Regions from separate parts of the Macaca fascicularis genome. Here region 2 is linked to region 1. The links are chromatin contacts, called in public Hi-C maps. All regions are on one chromosome and are shown on one strand. Each heading gives the region's core, a stretch centred on a gene start, on an enhancer-like site or on the middle of the called end of the contact. The rest is flanking DNA. Distances are from core to core; before and after follow the strand shown.

Evidence for each region. A called contact is a pair of places that touch in the nucleus more often than the background predicts.
Region 2: a contact with region 1 is called in a Hi-C map of liver, with 2.8 times the contacts expected there. The contact joins the enhancer-like site here to the promoter of SLC38A2 in region 1. A contact is called at or near these places in 2 of 2 Hi-C or Micro-C datasets (liver and skeletal muscle).

Annotation. Positions count from the first base shown.
Region 1 is chr11:53,085,851-53,090,566 of T2T-MFA8v1.1, reverse strand. SLC38A2 (solute carrier family 38 member 2) reads left to right here and starts at 2,508. Exons shown (of 15, transcript XM_074006681.1): 1 at 2,508-2,796; 2 at 3,930-4,130; 3 at 4,455-4,536. The coding sequence starts at 4,523.
Region 2 is chr11:53,373,077-53,377,792 of T2T-MFA8v1.1, reverse strand. No RefSeq gene overlaps it. Among named protein-coding and RNA genes, the nearest start is that of SLC38A4, 160 kb to the left of the region's middle. Within about 2 kb of position 2,527, at least 1 of the 6 cell types and tissues checked has an H3K27ac peak or open chromatin away from gene starts, as enhancers often do. A contact at or near this core is called in liver, where this site is marked.

The DNA of each region.
Region 1 (4,716 bases), core at 1,259-3,758:
AGCTAGTAGTAATCCACTGAATTCATCACTATCCACCACTTGGTCCCATTCTGAAAGTTTAAAAAATGCTGCTCTTCTAGAACAGTAGCTTAGAAATCAAACAAAATTATGACCAATAGGTATTTGGCAATATCGTTTCCCAGAAGTTGAATGAGGACACTGTGTCCAATGCATTCAAGCCCAAAGCATAACAGCAATTGCTCAGAGCACATCAGGCCTCAGCTGGAAGCCTGATGGAGTTAGCAGGCGTGCCTCAGTTTGGCCCTCGGAAAGACAAATCAAACTGTCAATAAAAACATGGAAGTTTACCCCCTCTTCTTTTTTTGTCATTTACTGTTCAAGTTCTGATCACAGAGACCAGATCATTACTGCAGCCCCCCCTGCCCCTCCCACCACTTTGCCCTCAGCTGTACAGGTATTGTGCTTCTCCTAAATATGTGTTGCAATACGAACCACCAAAAAGTCCAAAGGACATGAGATTTACTTATAGTGCAACTTGCCACCCATAACTACCAACCCTGAGGGCCTCCTTAGCACCTCTAACTGGGCAGAGGAAACGACCAGAGATTCATCTGGAATGAAAAAGTGGTTTAAGACCTTTTGATTGTTATCAGTTGAAACCTGATCTAAAGAAACTTCCTGGGACTCCTCTCTAACCTACCACTACCAAGATTGTTGTGACAAGAAGAGTTGATTGATTTTAGTGGGGAATGTATGTTGAAGGAAGATAGTTTTTTCAGCCCTAATTGTGTGTCAAATTCCAAACCTGCCCTTGGGGAGTTCACAATCTCTTTGGGCAGATGATACTACAAATAGTCTGGAATGATTTTGAGTGCATGACAGCATGGGTTTTTAAAAGTCCATCACCATATTGTTTTAGAAAATAGTACCTGCAAAAAGAGGACAGAGTAGGGAGGGACGCTATGGGGCATGCGGGGTGCTTTCCTGCGGCTCAAAGGCTAAGCCTTGTGCGATAGCGGCATTTAAGGGGGTGAGAGGAGGTTGGCCACCAAAGCAAGAATGACTATTATTTCAGCCTGACCAACATGGAGAAACCCCGTCTCTACTAAAAATACAAAATTAGCCGGGGTGGTGGCACATGCCTGTAATCCCAGCTACTCGGGAGGCTGAGGCAGGAGAATCACTTGAACCCGGGAGGCGGAGGTTGCGGTGAGCCGAGATCGCGCCATTGCACTCCAGCCTGGGCAAAAAGAGCGAAACTCTGTCTCAAAAAAAAAAAAAAAAAAAAAAAAGACTGGCCTGAGCGGAGTAGAAGGTTAGAAGGTTTGGGGTAGGGAACACAGGAGTGTGATGGGGGAAATCGGGCCCTCGCTTGTCAATCATAAACACTGGTGCAGGCGAGGGCACCCGAAGCCTCATGTGCGGCGGAAATAGGCAGTTGTACAGATTTCCTCAGTAAAATATTGAAAGCAAAAATTGTGATCACACCCAGCCCTTTGCTTTGTGCCCTGCCCAGTTTCTCCCACGTCCCCATAAGGAAGAGAGCAGTAGGTCAAACTTGTTTGTTCATTCATTCCACGAACATTTCTCTCTCCTAAGGGGTCTTTGTTTCCAGCAAGGGAGTGAGTCTTGCCTTTCCCGCAGCACCACTTTCTCCACAGTGAAGGGGCCCCCCTAGTTGCCTGGCTCAGCAAGACCACATCACCATTGAAGGGAAAGGACCAGGCTCTGCAGAAAGCGCCTCAGACCCGCATTCATACAAGGCAGTGCCCTTGCAGGGGGCGGTGGTGGTGGGATAAGAGAAGCGACGTGTCAGCGAATGGAAAACTGGGGACTCCCAAGCAGCCTTAGGAGCGCCGGGCTCCCTACTGGGGCCTCCTTCTAAGGGGTCTGGCTTGCTGGCCAAAAGGTAGCCTTTCCGCTAGTCTGGTTTTCCATGGCCGTACAAAAAGGTCATCCCGAAAAGGAGCTGCTAGCCGACCTCGGGCTAGTTTTGAAGAGTGAAAGCAGGTCTAGGTGGAAAAGAAACAACAACAAACCATCAGGACAACGTTGCTGTCTTGGCCCAAGTTTGTGAGACAAAACCTCATTGTAAATCACAAAAATAACAATCAAGAAAGTGTTTGGTGGGAGGGTGGTGTCCCCGAAAAGCCTTGATATGTGCCCCCAAAGCAAGGACTGCTGGTGAATCGGACAGGAGAAAATTTTAAGGAGATGGCTCCTCAAAGACAACCGCATGTGTTGAGCACCAACCCGGGCTGAAAAGGATAGGCAGCGGCAGCATCTGGGGGTCTTTCCAGACTAGGAAGCTGGAGAGAGTGGGCTTTGGCTTTGCGGGAGAGTCTTGGGGGCGCCCTCGGGCGGGGCTGGGCCGCGGGCGCGGGCCGCAGAGGGAGGTGCAGGGAGGCGGGGCCTCGGGCTGGGCGGGTCGGAGGTGGGGCCCAGGTGGTGTTGATACACAAAGAGAAGGCGCCCGGGCGGCCGCGGCCCCGCCCACTGACGCGTCCCGGGGTGCCGCTATAACCCGCCGCTCAAAGGGCTGCTACAGAGCCCCGCGACGCCGCCGCCCTAGTGAACGCCTTTCCAGTACTGCTATCAGCAGCAGCAGCCCAACCACGCGTTACCGCACACTCGCGCCTTTCCTTTGACACGGCGGACGCCGGAGGATTGGGGCGGCAGTTTGTCATTTCCTTTTTTATTAAAATTATTTTTCCTGCCTGTTGTTGGATTTGGGGAAATTTTTTGTTTGTTTTTTATGATTTGTATTTGACTGAGAGAAACCCACTGGAGACGTCTGCGTGAGGTTTCCAGGGTACAAGAACAGAGACCACCGAGGTAACGCGTGCGGGGGGGTGTCTGTGGGGAGGGCGCGGGACCCGGGCGAGAGTGGGGGAGGGGCTTCCGGGAGGGGCCGCGCGGGAAGGCGACCGCGGGGTCCGTTTCCTTTCGAGGCGGGCGTTGTCGGTTGGCCTGGCCAGCCTTCCATCCTGGCCCGCCGCGCAGGGGTCGCGCCCGCGACGTGGGCAGGAGAGCAGGCGCTGGGCCCGGGCCGCGTGCCTGCCCGGTGCGGAGCCGCATCTTCCCATTAGGGGGAGGGGAGCCAGCCTGGCCCGCGGCTCTGCTGCGGCAAGTCTTGTGACTGATTTGCATTTAATAAAAAAAAAAAAAAATTAAGTCCAGGGAACCAGGAATCTGGGGGCGGCGGAGGTGGGCTTGGGCATGTATTATAGGAGAGGCCAAGATTGGGGAAGACAAGTTGAGAACATTTGACAATATCGACGATCGATATTGCATCAGTTTGCTTTCCAGACATAGGAGGGGCTGAGCGGGCGAAGCACTCGCGGGCCAGCTGCTTGTGGACGGGTGTGCTTAAGGGCACTGGCGCGCGCGTGTGTAAATAAACCCCCAGCTCCCGGGGCCCAGGCGTTCGCCCCCCTCGAGAGAGTAGTGTCGGCCCTTTCCGCCTCCTTCTGGGGAAGGCTGTGTGCGGCCGAGGCATTTCCCGGTGTGGGGACTCCAGGCAGTAAAGGACAGATTACGCAGCATTGCTGTTCCAAATGCTAGAAACGGGAAGCCATGCGCCTAGGTTGCATGCACACGAGCCAGGGTCGGGGCTGCATGTGTGCCCTGAGTGCCTGTGCACGTTTGCAGCGGCTGGGAAAAAGCAAAACAGAGCCCTCTTCGGCCCCTCCACTCCGACTGGGGACAATAGAGAGGGTGAAATACTGAAATCTGCCGGAGTAGGGGGCCTCGGCGGCCGCAGCACAGCGGTGGAATCATCTTTGTTCTCCGCGGCTCAGCCGTCTGTACTTTTCCGCCCCTTGGCGCGCCCCCGCCCCTCGCGCGCGGCTGGTACTTTTCCACTCGCCTGGCCTGGGATGAATCAGCCGCGCTGCGCCTCCCCGCGGCGTCACCTGACCACGGCGGGCGGGCGCTGCAGTCCTGACGCGCCGCCTCTACTTTCGCAGGCCGACTCGCGGCCGGTGCACCCACCGCCAAGGACAAAAGGAGCCCAGCGCTGCTAGCTGCATCCGATTCCTCCCAGTGCTTAGCATGACGAAGGCCGAAATGGGACGGTTCAATATTTCCCCGGATGAAGACAGCAGCAGCTACAGTTCCAACAGCGACTTCAACTACTCCTACCCCACCAAGCAAGCTGCTCTGAAAAGGTGGGAGAAGTTGTGACACTTCTGAAAAAACGGCTTGCATGGGTTGGGTTCAGGGAGTTACCTAGGAATTTGCTTCCATTGCTTTAATTCGCTATAGCATTTAGAGAATGTGTGTCATCTCTGGAAGAGTATCCGATTATCTTGTTGTAATGACAAGATAGCTCGTGGTGTGAAAGTCAACTCCTAGTTAATATTTATACATTTAAGTAAAGGTGTTGTATCAGAACTATGCTGGTGGGGGGTATTTTATGTTCAAGCAGTCTTGTGTGTAGTGATAGATATTTCAATCCAGTTTACAATTATATATGTCTGTATTTTTTGTAGCCATTATGCAGATGTAGATCCTGAAAACCAGAACTTTTTACTTGAATCGAATATGGGGAAGAAGAAGTATGAAACAGAATTTGTAAGTTAAAAATAATAATTTGTCTGTCAGTGGCTTTATGGAGTAAAAGAATAGTTTTACTTTTAGAATTCAAATCTAACTTGCCCAAACCTGGTTTTCTCCATTTAATTATTGTTATATGTTTGGTTATCGTTTTCCCTCTATGTAGCATCCAGGTACTACTTCCTTTGGAATGTCAGT
Region 2 (4,716 bases), core at 1,278-3,777, 290 kb before region 1:
GAACAATACCAAACTTCTTTCTTCACAAGTACAGAATCTTTTTAAATTTTGACCTGTAATGTGCAAAAGGCATGCCACAGTCCAAGAACAGACAAAATGATCTCACAGGGCAGCTTCTTTCTCCACTCACTTAAATCCTAAGCCAGAGTTGTGTGATTTCTCAGCAAGGAGCACATTGTTTTATTTTCCCTAGTTTATTTTAGTCATGGAAGTTGGTGAAGATGTGTTAAAATATGTTAAGGATGTTAAAGTATCGAAATGTTGTCATTTCTCCTTCAGAGAGATGAAAGAAGGTGTGAGCATAATTTTCATTACTTTGTGTTTACTAAATTCTGATAGAAAGCATCAAACTTGGTAATATTATGAATATATAGATTTTCTAAAAATTTCCCAGATCTGCCCTTTAGTTTCAGCTGCCAGTATACAGTAAGTATTTCATGTGACAGTGGGAAGACTTACGGGCTCTACCTTAAAGAGACCTGGACTCGAGTCTGATCTCGGCTCTTGTGTCATCCTTCTAAAACATAAATCAGATCATGTCTGTTCTCAACTCAAAGCCCTCCAGGACCTAAAAGCTCAAAGCCCTTATCACACCCACCGGGCCCTGTGGGATGTGCCTCCTCCACTCCCTGCTCTCAGATGACATTTCCCTGCCCCTCTTGCCCTCCATCTTTGTATTCTGGCCACCTTGGTCTTTAAGTGGGAGTCCACCTCAGGGCCTTTGCACTTACTGTTCTCTCTGGCTGCAATGCTCTTTCCCCAGATATCCATGCAGTTCACTCCCTTTCCTCATTTGGAACTGTGCTCAAATGTTGCCTTTACTGAACATTGCTTCTAAGAAAGGACTCCCCTTCATCACCCTTTAGCCCTCACCTTGCTTGATTATGTTTTCTTTGACATTTAGCATTACCTGACCTTTTATATATTTCTTTGTTTAATTTTTATTAAATATCTCCCTTCTCACTAGAATAAAAGTCCATGAAAGCAGTGACTGTGTTTGTTTTGCTCACTGCTGTAACCCCAACATGTAGAACGACACTACCTGGTGCATGAAAGACACACAATAAATACGTGTTGAATGAATTAATTAAAGAATTACTTTGAATAAGACACATAATCTTACTTGTGTTCCAGTCTGTAAAATGAGGAGGTTGAATTAGAAAATCTTTAACTTATGCTCATGTTCTAACATTCAGTGATTTTTTTTTTTAGTTTCCCAAGCTAGTTTTCTCAATTATTGTATTAGAAAAAGGAATACGTGGTTCCTTAAGGAACAAAATGCTTCTGACATACCCAAAGTTCTAAGTAAATATGATATTAGCATCACTATAATGTAGAATATTGCTCACAAAAAACATGTTACCATTCAGTCTTTTAAATATATTCCTCAAAAGACATCATCTCAAATATCTAGACACCAACCTTTGGCTGGGAAACAGATCAGTTTTTTTTTTTGTTTTTGTGGCAACACTGACACCCAAGTCCACAATTACAAACTGTCACCTCTGTAGTTTGGAGTGGATGAAGAGACAAATCATTCCTTTAATGTCACAAAGAGAATTCAGGACTTGGCTAAGTAAAATATGTTATGGTACACAGATTTCATTATATCTGCAGACAGCCAGCTCAAAAGAGGGTTCTAAGGATATTGCACCAATCAGTTGCCTTCAGCTTGCAAAAGCTGCCTTGCACTGGGCCATCAGTATTACCGTTTTGCCCTCAATTACCAGCTATCGTTCTTTTCATAACATGTTAGATAACTTTCAATATTCACCTTCCAAAAATATTCAGTGGTATACCCACCTCAATTTTAGAGTTTACAGAACTGGGGATCAGAAAGAATGAGAAACACAGTGAAAAATATTTCCCCGGTTCTGTATCACTGTGTCTCTGGGGCCTAGAGTATGGTTAGTACTCCATAGATATTTACTGAGTGAATGGTGGAGTGGTGGAGCTAGGATGTAAACCTGGGTGCGCCCACATAAGGCCCGTTCTTTGTTCATTCTACCCTGTGCCCTCCCAACCCTCACAAAGTCAGAAAGTTCAGAGGCAGCAAAGGTGAGGCAGGAGAGATTCAGTGATCTTGAGCCTCCTCTCCTAATTGCCACTATGCTGCATTTGTATCTAGAAAATGTCTGTCATCTTGGACCATGAAACATGAGAATACAGTTAAAAATCAACAAATAGAACAACAACAACATTAGGACTAAGGGTCAAACATCCTAGTTTCAAATCCTGGCTCTGACTCTTACAACATACCAATCTTTGGCTGTGCCACGTTAGGCTCCTTGAACCTCCGTTTTCTTATGTCTGTAGGTAAGAACCTCTGTTTCTTATTTTAGATGTTGCTAATTTGCTACTCAGAGGGTTGATGAGAAGACATACTACCTGGTACTTAGTAGGTCCTAAGAATTTATGTTCATTATAAAACACTAATGAACGAGACCATGATTATACAGGTCTACCAGTCTATTTCCTGTGACCAGCCTGTTCATTAATGAGGCCAGTTACCACTAGGGGACACTGAACTAGCAAGAAACTTAGAAAGAATCAGACTGAAGAAGATCCATACACCAGTCAGTATTGGAGCTCCTGGCTTCTCCCTCCTGGACGGATTGTTGAACTGCATTTGTTCTCATCACAGTCTCACTGTTGTAGAGGGAACATTTGAGAGAGGGGCACTCTCTCAGGATGACCAAGCAGTCCAAGGCTATAAGGAAAGAATTCTATTTCAATGCTGTGGTTAGGTAGCAACATCAGTATTTACATATGTGTTTCATTGTTATAACAACCACAGAAAGATAAGAATCTCTCTGCTGAATTTTCTATCAATGGCAGTTTCTAGACTTAATCAAATGGTCAGAGACCTCCCTTGGTGTTTTTCCTACTTTCCTAGGACTGAAACTTCTGGCAGCCCATTGTATACGTTTAGCAGGAAAATCCAAGTGAGTTGTATTTGCCTTGCTCATGTGAAAGATATGTCTGTACATTTGTCATGTTCTAAATAATGACTTGCACATATCATTGTTTAAAAAAAATCCTGTCCCTTGTTCCTTTCTTAATCCTGTACAAAGGAAGATTAAACTTCTTGGAAACGCTCCGGCCGGCATTACCAGAAAAGGAAGTCAGAAATGAGAACTTGAGGCCACCCCTTGCATATTTCTTTAACACAAGACAGAAACATTCACCCTCCCTCTACACTGAATATTATTTCAGAGTTTTCAGCTTGAGATTTCGAAATCTTTAACGGCAAAGATAGGACTCTATGATGTAACACTTCATTCAATAAAGGTCCCGTTTCCAAACGCTCCTCCTGATCAGCACAACCGTATCATTTATTATGCAGTCAGAGCCATTTTTGAGAGTGAAAGGAGATGTTCATAATGATGATGACAGAGGGGCATAAACTGATGAGTTTGTGATTACTTCATGCTTAATTGTGTTTAGAAACTCTTGAGACATATACTATCTTAACATTTTACCTTTAAAAAATTCATCTTAGAAAATACCTTTACATGAGAAGTATTTGTGCTTATTCTGTACAGACAAGGCTGTCTTGATTCTCAGGGCAAGTTGGTATCTGCCTCCTTGCTTGCCGATGGGTGGAGTATTCTCTCTCTTGCCCTCTCTCTCTCATTTCTAAGCCTTGGTGAGCCCTTTCTTTAAGTAGTCTCTTTGGCAGCAAATATTTCTTCTAAAGACTTCCTTCCAAGACCCATTCCCCTCCCAGGCAAACTCTGTGGAATTACTCTTATCTTCTCTCTGTGACTGTTTTGTCTTCTCGACTATTTAAAAATGTGTCTATGTTATTATAATTCCAAAAATTTTTCTACTAGTTTGCTATTCTAAACAATAGTTATAATCTATTTTTGCAAGAAGGAAAATTACATATCAATTGTTCAATTAATGTCTTCTAAAATGTAAAATGTTGCTTCTGTGTGTTTAATATGAATGCAGAAACAGAGAGACAGAGCCTGTCAGCAGAGGAGGTGGATCCTGCCACGGAGACAGGCAGATACCCCGGGTTATAGATCAAGGTAAAGTTATACACGTGCTCACCAACTGGGTGATTTCCTGTGAACAGCGGAGTCAGTACATTTACTGGAAAATCTCATTGAAAGGAAATGAGCATTATAAGCCCACTTGAATATTGCACGTTAAAATTCAGACTAAATAAGGAAGTAGAAAGGAAGTCACAGGGCAAAGAGTATGAAAAAGACAAAATACAGGGACCACATTTGTTGTTCTCTCTGCTTCCTGGGCACAGAATAAACAAATATTAGAATACTTGTTATTTAAAAATTATCTTCATTCTTCAGACTCCTTCCTGATCACTTTAGGTGGGAAATGACATATATGTGTAACACAAAAGTAAAATCTAAAAATAAAAGCCTCCTGGTATTTTTTTTAAAGTGTGTTCAGGTTTTCTAAGCTAAGTCTTCTCTTTTTTGTACAAGAGACACTTCTAGTTTTGTTCTTACTAGCCCGTTTGTTCAAAATAGAAGGTTCTAACGACAACAGTTTTTTAAAAGTCTCCCAGGGTTGTAAGCTCAGAGATACACAGAGCTCCAATTAGGTAGTAGCGCTTGTGAGCAGCTTGCAAACAGCATTCCAGTGTCCGGCAGTCTGCAAGGCATTTGGAAAACCAGTTCTGTATTTCCCTTAATAGCCAGCTCCAATCATCCACAAATAAGTTTACTATACGCTTTCATACAT